2 separate regions of the Gossypium hirsutum genome follow, and region 1 is linked to region 2. The links are chromatin contacts, called in public Hi-C maps. All regions are on one chromosome and are shown on one strand. The core of a region is the stretch at or near the end of the contact, and the rest is flanking DNA. Distances in the headings are between cores, read along the strand shown.

Evidence for each region. Hi-C and Micro-C count contacts between places; a contact is called where the count stands out from the background.
Region 1: a Hi-C map of leaf shows a contact between it and region 2, with 2.0 times the contacts expected there. The contact joins the promoter of LOC107914703 here to the promoter of LOC107914698 in region 2. A contact is called at or near these places in 4 of 34 Hi-C or Micro-C datasets (callus, leaf and petal).

The regions. Positions count from the first base shown.
Region 1 is chrD10:24,614,826-24,619,843 of Gossypium_hirsutum_v2.1, forward strand. It overlaps LOC107914703 (pentatricopeptide repeat-containing protein At1g53600, mitochondrial-like), which reads right to left and starts at 1,517. Exons shown (of 4, transcript XM_016843713.2): 1 at 565-1,517; 2 at 1-562. The coding sequence starts at 1,447. LOC107914704 reads left to right here and starts at 4,390. Exons shown (of 8, transcript XM_041102265.1): 1 at 4,390-4,674.
Region 2 is chrD10:24,468,404-24,473,341 of Gossypium_hirsutum_v2.1, forward strand. LOC107914698 reads left to right here and starts at 3,326. Exons shown (of 4, transcript XM_016843703.2): 1 at 3,326-4,555. The coding sequence starts at 3,478. It overlaps LOC107914700 (PTI1-like tyrosine-protein kinase 3), which reads left to right. Exons shown (of 8, transcript XM_016843705.2): 6 at 157-289; 7 at 624-710; 8 at 859-1,322. The coding sequence ends at 984.

The DNA of each region.
Region 1 (5,018 bases), core at 267-2,766, 140 kb after region 2:
AAATCGAGTTCCAGACACATCTTTATTGCTTGGACATGGATTTGCTGCCCATTGCTTAGTATTGCTGAATTGGCAGAAGCACTCAACAGACTGCTCAAAGTATGAGAGTCTGGCTTTACTGATTTCTGAAGCATTTCAGTAAACCAGCGAAAAGCCTCCTCATACATTTCAATACTTACAAACCCTGAAATTACTACAGTCCATGCAACATCATCTTTCTCAGGCATCATTCTAAACAACTTGACAGCTCTATCAGTTTGTCCTGTACCAGAAAACCCCATAATCATGGTAGTCCAAGAAACTATATCCTTTCTAGGCATCCTTTCAAAAAGTTCATAAGCTTTCTCAATCTCATTCTCTTGAACATGGCCCATGATCAAAGAATTCCAAGAAACCAAATCTTTCCTCGTCATCAAATCAAATACCAAATTAGCAGAACCAGTACAACCAAATCTGCAATACATGGTAATAATAGAATTCCCTAGAAAAACACAAAATTCGAATCCCAACTTTAAAACCAATCCGTGCATTTGAATTCCTTCTCTATATCTATCAAATGTCCACAAGCTTCAAATATAACAGTCAAAGTAGTAGAATTAACCAAAACTCCTTTCTCTTTTCTCATAGCCGAAAACAAACCAAAACCATCAATTAAATATCCCATTTTTAGGTACCCATTAATCATTGTTGTCCAAGTAACTACATTTCTCTCCACCATCTTGTCAAACAACTTTCTAGCCTCCATAATTCTCCCACTTTTGCAATACCCATCAACCATTAGGCTCCAAGAAACGACATCTCTCTGAACCATTCCTTCGAAAATGCCAACTGCCATATCCAATCTCCCAGCTTTCACATACCCATTTATCAAAACATTTGAACAAACCGGTTCCCGCCATTTCCCCGGAGTATTTTCGTAAATTTCCAAGGCCTTATCAAACCTTCCTTTACTGACAAACCCCGTGATCATCGTAGCATAACTCACAGCGTCCCGTTCAGACATGTTGCAGAAAAGCTCATAAGCCTCATCAACCATACAACCATTCTTATTATAAGCCGTGATCATAGCATTATACGAAGAAGTTGTTCTTTCAGGCATTTTAGCGAACACTTCACGGGCTTTCGAAATGTTCCCATTTTCTGCGTATGCAGTCAACATGGCAGTCCAAGATACGGTGCTTTTGAAGGGCATCCGGTTGAAGATTGATTCAGCTTCTTTGATATTTCTGTTTCTTCCATGTTGAGTAATCTGGGTATTGCAATAAACGAGGAATTCGGTATTTTTGCGGAGGATTTTCGCAGAGTTATGGACGATGCTATCCTTTGTTGCGGTGCGAAGTGAAGAAATGGAAATTTTGGGGGGCAAAATGAGGTGAACATAGTAAAGGGAAGATTTTGATTTTGTTAGCATTGTTAAGAAATGGAGTCCATGGTTTTCCAAGTTCATAAAATTTTAAAGAAATCGAGTTAAACACCTATGCCGGCCGCAGCTTCCGGGACCAAACTATGCTTTACTTTCTTTTTACCTTAAAATCTACGCTTTCTTCCCAATTTACCCTCTGCTCATTTTAATATTTTTTTTTATTTTGAACATAAAAAAAGTTGCCCAATCAGAATGTGTCTCATCAATGACGTGGTACGTTGACAGTGATTGTGGGTGGTTCACCATTGATTGGTGTTGACTGATTGTTCATTGATATTGATAAAAAATATTTAAATATTTAAATATTATAAAAAAATGCTTTAAATTGTAAAAACTAGTAAAAAATCATTTATTTTTTTAATTTATTTAAAAATATAAAAATATAGATAAATTATTTAAAATATTAAGAAGCTCTAAATAAAAAGTTGTAAAGTTTTTTTAAAAATTCTTATAAAATTGAAAAAATATTTTAAAATGTGTAAAAAGTAAATTTTATTAGGTTAGTATTTGATACACTAGCAATATACGTTTTTTTATTCCACAAAAAAATTTTAAAAAATTGTCTCTATCTTTTTTTTTTAATATTTATTTTTTAAATATTCTACTATATCATTATAAGACACTTGTTAATCCCAATTAAATAAATAAAAATATTTAGTATATTGCCAACGGAATTTTCATCTTTTAGGGGTATAATAAGATATTAAAAAAATTAGTTTTCTTACCTTTTGAGATGCACGGATTGATTGTGTGTATAAATTTTTTTAAATATAATATATTTATAATATTATAAATATAATTTATGCTTTAATTATGAAGAAGAAAATTTGAAAAATGAAACTCTTGTGATATTTAGATATATAATTAATGATTTAGAATTTTAATATATATATGATATACTTTTTATCTATTAATAATTAAATATCATTAAAACATTTTGTAAGTTTTTTTATAATTTTTATAAATTATATAAAAAATTAAAGTATATTATTCTATAAAAATATTAAAATTAATAAATCATATTATTATGAAAAATACAAAATAGATACTTGAATATAATATAAAAGAATATAATTATTTTATTCCATAAATAAATACTTGAATAAGTGATATAATACTATTCAATAATTATGCACTACTCTAAGTATAGTTGTTTAAATTTCATATAAATTTTCTTATTTTTAATAATGTTTTTAAATAGTATTCAATTTTGTTTTTAAAATTTTTAATAGTATTTAAAATAGATATAAATATTTAAAAATATTAAATGACTAATTAAATAATATTTAATTTTTTAAAATTTATTTAGTAGTATTTTTTATTTTTTTTATTTTTAAATTTTGTATAATTTTTAAACTTTTTTAATAAAATTTTTAAACATTTTCATATTTTATTTTTTAGAATTATGAAACCTTATAAAATTTAATATTTCATTATATTTTTGAAACACTATTTATTTTTTATTAATTAATTAAAAAATATTTATTTTTTAAATATGATTTAATGATATATCTATAATAATAGTTTTAAATTTTAGGGAGTTTTTTAAATGATAAATTATTTTGAATTATATTAATTTAAAATTTTAATGATATATCTATCATTTTATTTTATTAAAAAAGCAAATTTAATGGATAATTAAAAATTAAAATATATATATAATGTGAAAGAATAAAAAAAGGTACAGTGTCAAAATACTAACCCTTCAAATAACTATTTTACATTATAAATTACTATATGGTAAAATTACCCTTTGACCAAAGGTGTCCATGGGCGAGCTAGATCAAGGCCCGGCTTCAAAATATTTTTCAAGCCTAGGCTCGTTTTCAAACCGACCCTAACCATCCAAAAAGTTCATTTTACTATTAAAAATTAAAAATATATTTTTTGGTTACTATTTTATATATTTTTATAATGAAATTTTAATTTAAAAACATTTATTATTATTTAAATTGAATTCGACTCGAGTTGTGCTGACCCGAAGTGTAAAAATCTTTGTCCAAGCCCGACTTTAATCTACTCGAGCCTATCAGACCGAGCGAGCTACTCAGCCCTTGAACAGGTCTACCTTTGACCCAAAAAATTAAAAGATTTTGTTTAACCCATTCAACAATGATGAAATCATCCCTTCAAAAGGAAAACAATAATGAAACCATAAAATTAATACATAATAAAATTATATTTTGATCTCTCAAAAGTTTATAATTCAATTCCAACTCATAAATTAGTTTTTGAATTTGCCCTTGAAGATTACATCAATTAAAAATTTATTATATAAAAAACTAATTAAACTATTTAAATATCTAAAATCACATCCAATGTAATTATATCTATTTATGAGTCGCTGGTCGAGTTGAAGTACAATTTTAAAAAAATTTCCAGCCCAAGCCTAACTCGCCCAAAGATTCCATATCAGTATTTAAATATATATATAATATAATTTTATATTTATATTTATATATGGGTTAGTATTTGGTACTGATAGTGTATTTTGTTTATTTTACAAGTAGCTTTAAAAAATTATCATATCTCTTTTTTTAAATAATTTATTTGTTAATAATTTATTGTAATTTATAGGACACTTTTCAACCCTTAAACATTTTTTGCAAAGTCTAAAAATGCTGCCGGTCAAAAGGAAGAAACTTATAATATTATAGCTGTTTATGATTATTTTGGCCGATTGATCTTCGAATTGCTAGTTTCAACCATTTTCGTTATTTACATTTCTTCTTAACTGCTTGGCATGTAGTAAGTATCTGGTTCACTGTTTTAGATATTAACACTAAGGCTTTCAACTTAAATAGTTTCAATCTTAATCAATCCGTAGTTAATAGTTAAGATCGTATAATTAATACCTAACCTTGGTATGGAAGTTATGCATGACAGTAATGCTCATAACTTCCCTCTAAACCTAGTTGCTATTGAAGCTCCATCTACAAATAGATAAGACTTTAGTTTTAGTGTCTATGAGTTTTTGGAAATAAAATAGCAATAACCACTTTCTTGTTCTAGTAAGAGTGTTGGTATTGCTCCTTTATTTAGATGTACTGGTGCCAAATATTTTCTTTTTATAATTAAATTTAAAATAAAAATATTTTTAAAAATTCAACCCGAGTGGGTTAAAATCGAACCGTACATAAAAAAGATTGTGTAAAATTTGTAATTCGGTTTCGGTCTCATCAAGAGAAGAAAAATCAGATTTTTCCTCTACCCACCCCAAGTACGAGAGGTGTAAAGGGTAGTACTTACGGGTACGGGATATACAAAAACAAATTCGATCAGAAATTGGATTATTAAGCATAATTTTCATTACCGTCAAAGGCTTAAAGTTAAAATCTCTAAGTAGGTATCTGAAAATGGAAGCTTCTGTCTTCCTACCTCTCATCTCAGCGTAAACGGGTCGTCGCTTTGTTTTGTTTTTTTGACTTTCCAATGTGAAGAGCAGTCTCTTTTCTCTGAAATTACAAAGCTTTGATCTTTACTTGTATTATAAAAGAAAATAAATTCCTTTCTTTCTCAAGCAATTGAATTTTGGGTTAAAGACTGCTTGCTTATTATTTCTCATTTCTGGGTAAGTTTGCGTCTTTCTGATTTT
Region 2 (4,938 bases), core at 2,076-4,575:
TCGTTGCCTGTATGTAGAGTCCACTGTCCATGTTGCTAAAACTAAGGGACTTGAGATTGAGGGGGAACCAGCATTTTTTTTTTGTAATGCATCACTATGCCTGAGGAGCTGCATCTTTATTTACAATTTTAGCTGATTTATGGCAACTTTTTCCAGATATGCAATGACTGGACAGTTGACACAGAAGAGTGATGTGTACAGTTTTGGGGTTGTCCTTCTAGAACTTCTGACTGGGAGGAAACCTGTTGACCATACAATGCCTCGTGGACAGCAGAGTCTTGTTACATGGGTGAGCTTATTGCTTTCTCTTCTTTCGGTCCACCGTTTCCCTTCCCTTTGTCTAATTTGATGGTGCATTTCTGTTTCCTTTGCATGTTTTTTCCATGTTACTCGAACTTGAATAGTGTTGGACACAGTTATGTGTCTATACGGTATATCTTTATTTTTATTTTTTGTCTAAAGCTTCTATGCTAGGTCATATCCCTGTACACATGTTTGAATGTGTCAAACATACGTATTGGATACCGAGTACCAGAAAAAATGAAAACTTGGACTTGATCTTTTCGTTTCCTTTTATATTTGATTAACTCTTCAACATTTCTGTTTTCTGTATCTCCATTTAGGCTACTCCGAGACTTAGTGAAGATAAAGTTAAACAATGTGTGGATCCAAAACTAAATGGAGAGTATCCTCCTAAAGGAGTTGCTAAGGTATTTTTTTATCTTTTAACGCCCAAGTTTAAATTTGTAACTTAGGGATGGGGGTGGGTTTTCAGTTTTCGAACTCTCTAAGACATGTACATGCAAACCAAACTAGCACTCGACGATTTCCATTACATATATTTTTCTGTTGATGCAGCTGGCAGCTGTGGCAGCATTGTGTGTGCAGTATGAATCCGAGTTCCGTCCGAACATGGTCATCGTCGTTAAGGCTCTCCAACCTCTGGCAAAGGGACAAGCGGCAGCAGCGGCATCAGAGACATAAAAACAGATAATGCAGTCCTTCACCTTGGATTGAAATTTCTGCAACTTATGCACAGTTCATTTCCATTCTGACTACAAATTCCATATGTATTCAACATATTATATGTATTTACTTCTTTCTGCTTTTTTCTTTTTGTTTGTTTGGTTTTGGTCATATACGACAACCATGTATAGGATTGGGTTGGATTGTTTAACATCACCTGATATATATGATATGATCTCTCCGCTGCCGGGTTTGGTCACCGGGTGCCGATGTCCTTTTGAGTTGTACAATTAAGCAAGGGATTGGGTCTTGTGGTACATAGAAATGTTAACAAATTATTATTATTATTATTATTATTATTATTATTGCAGTCCGGTTTATTTCCCAGCACAATGAATTAAACCAAAGTCTAGCTCTATTCTGGACCAGTGATTACTTCTTCACTAATTAAATTAAATTATTTTTATTTCTCGTCATCTTAATCGTAAATAATTTTCATGAAAAATGATCTTTTATTTTATAATTTAAATTGAGAACTTGTTTTCCTTTTAAATTGTAATTACCTTTTAGTATTTTTTTATAAAATTTTCAAAGTAATATTTATTAAATCAAATTAAAAAATATGCAGTGTCTTCAGAAAAAAAAAGTTTCTGATGTTAAATATAATATAATGGGTAAATTTAATTATCAGTCACTTTAACTATTAGCGTGTTTGAATTTTGGTCCTTAAATTATAAAAACTTTAAATTTCGTCTCAAATATCTTTAAAATGTTAATAAGTATTAATGGAAATGATGATGTGTCATTTAATCCTCAGCACTTATACATTCTATTAACTTTGTCTTAATTCTAAATAATTCAACCCTTCACATTTTCCTTTCATCTTTGATTTCTAATATGTTTATGTTTGTTATTCTAGATCCTTACGAACAGCTTCAAGTTCTAAGGAGTTCCACTCCAGTCCAACTTTTCTTACTTGTTTTCATTCGTTCCAACATTTGAATTTAAATGTTAGTAATGGAATAGAAATTGTAGTTTCGATTACCAAAATAAAAATACTCTATTAGTTGGGTGACTAATGGCGTGGTTTATCCTAATATAATATTTTTATTTTCTTAAATTTAAATGTTTCGTGAAGGTTGTTTTTTATTACCTTAATATAACATTTGATACCTAAACTTGTCAAATATATCTAATGTATTATCAACATGTGACGGATTACATGGAATTTAATGGCAGGAATTGTTACAGTTATTTGAAGTTTTCTCTATTTTACTTTTCATTGGGGTTGAGATTACATGAATGATTCAAGAGGGATTGCATGCTTAAATTAAGGTATGGTCATCACAAAGCCCTCAATTCCACAAATATATTATTAGTATAAGATGGAACTCATGTTAAAAAATTATGCTTTGAGCTAAGCTTAATGATGATGTTGAAGAAAAAAACAAGAGCGTTAAAAACCCAAAATAAAAGAAATTTATTATGTTAAATTAAAAATTAAAAGAAATTAAATTAGAAGCAATTGAACATTTAAAATATAAAAAAAGGTTCCATTTCCTTTGCCACATGGTGGTCATACATCGGTTATTTTTATTGTCTCATAAAAATAATATTGTTTGTTTATAGGAGTAAATTGTGTAACGTTTGACAAGTTTATGTATCAAACTAGACAAAGAAGAAGAAGAAGAAGAAGAAGAAGAAGAAGTTTAGGTATCAAATTAGGAAAATTGTCAAATTTAGATATCAAATTAGATTAAAAAGTGTCTAAGTACCAAATTAAAAAAAAAAGTCAAGTTCAAATATCAAATATTATATTAAATATGTTAATTTAATTGTAATTGTCCGCGTAGGCTAACAACCTACAACTTTTACTCATTTACTCATTTTTATTATTTTAAAATTACTTATGATCATAACAATTTATTATAGAAAAAGCATAAGTAGGTTCATAGAATTAGGTTTCTTTTGATGTTTGAAATTTTAATTGTAGTTCTTGTCCTTTCACATTTTATTTGTTAACATGAGATGGTTGCCTATGCTTTATCATCTCCAAAGAGATGTAGTTTGTTGATGATGTTACTTTTTGTAGGTTAATTATGACTGGATTTGCACACAATTAAATTTAATAGTGTAGTTTTATATTCACATTTCGTGGAATGATAAGAATATTGGAGAAATGACATCCACCACCTCGAAAAGTAGTACACTGGCCGATGAGAAAAATTTGTCATCATGAGAATTTATAAATATAAAAAATAAATTTATTAAATTATTCAAAATAAATGCAGTGAGCTAAATTTAAGTGAGGCATAATGGAGAATACTTTGAAGCAAGAAAATGAGTATAAATTATGGGCCAAATGAAGAGAAAACCGAAACAACCCAATGCAATCTGTTTTTTCAATTCGATTACCTCTGTTGCTCCTCCTTTATATATTTCCCTCCCAACTCCCACCCTAAAACCCCAGCGTCTCTTTCCAACACTTTATTCATTCGCTCTTTCTCAGTAATGGCTGATTATGCGATGGAATCCGATTCACACGTTTGTTCTAAGCGGAGAACAACTTCTGGCTCTGAACAACAACAAGAAACTTCTCTTCCCCCTCACCTTTCCCCTTCTCTCTATGAATCCACCGCCGACCACCGGGATTCGGGCCTTCAAGGCTGCCAAGAAGTAACTGCTATGGATCATAGCAGTCCAAAGAAGAAACCCAAGTGCTTTTCCCTTCTTTCTCAGGAAAACCAAGAAATGGGTCTTCATTCTTTCGCTCCAAAGGATGTCTCTCTTTCTGGGTTTTTCGAGAAAGAAAAGGTGGATGAGGTGGAAAGCAAAGAGGATTCTTTTGGAGTTCAAGAAGTTGATATCCAAGTCAACACCATTGAAGCTGATAACAAGGAACATCTCGGGACCGGTTTGGAATTTGAGGAGAAAAGGGTGGCAAAAGGAAAATCTTTGGAATCTGAAAATGTCTTGGAAGCTGAAAAGAAACGACTTTTGACTGAGCTTGAAGTTGGAAACGTCTTTGGTTTTGCAACGAACTCGTCCAAGATTGATGATGGAAACGGCGTTAGTGGTACCAAAGGTCTTGACTTGCCTGTTAAAGGGTCTTTAAAGATTGAAGTCATCGATGATACGGCTTTGATTGGATCATTTCCACTCCCCAAAACTGGAAATGGCAGTGTAAAAGATGAGAAGAAGAAGAAGGGGGAACATGAAATTGATGGTAAGAAAGCTAAAAGATCAAGAAGAAAGGGAAAGAATGTAAAAGAGGTCTTAGGGGAATCAGTGGCTATGAGACATATGGAATCAACCAAAATTTTTGAAGTTCAAAAGGGTAAGACAGAAAGCAAAACTCAAAATAAGATAATGTACTCAAGAAAAGAGTTAGAGGCTTTGAGGTTTGCCAAGGTTGGGGAACAAAGGAGTTTTTGGAGGGATGTATATAATAGTCTTGGTAAAGATGTGATCAGAGAGTATGAGGACTTGGGAAGCTGGAAGCATCAGAAGAACACCGGTTCAGGTTCGGGTTCGAGCTCTGACACGCGTCATCGCTTTGGAAAGAAGGCAGAGTCTCCTGCAATTATAAGTACGTTTTGTGTTATATCTCTTTTTTTTTTCCTGATGTGTTGTTTCAACATTTAAGTGCTCCTTTGGTTGTATTTATCACTATCTATTACCTTGTTGAATGTCTATCTACCTTAACATAGCAAGAGTCCAAAGCATTAGTTCTAATACATCATATGATAGAGTTTTATTGATGTTATTTGGGATTATGGTTTACTTCTGCAAAATAAATACATCAATGATATCATATAGTTCTGATGGTGATGAAACTATATCAGTCTTTTGAATTTTATTGTGTGATATATAGTGGAAAGCCTTGTGTGGTGCCCTTCATTCCCTTCTGCTTTATATTTAGTTTTGAACCTTCAATAAGATGGTAGTTTCTCGGAATGAGTCTGTATAGTT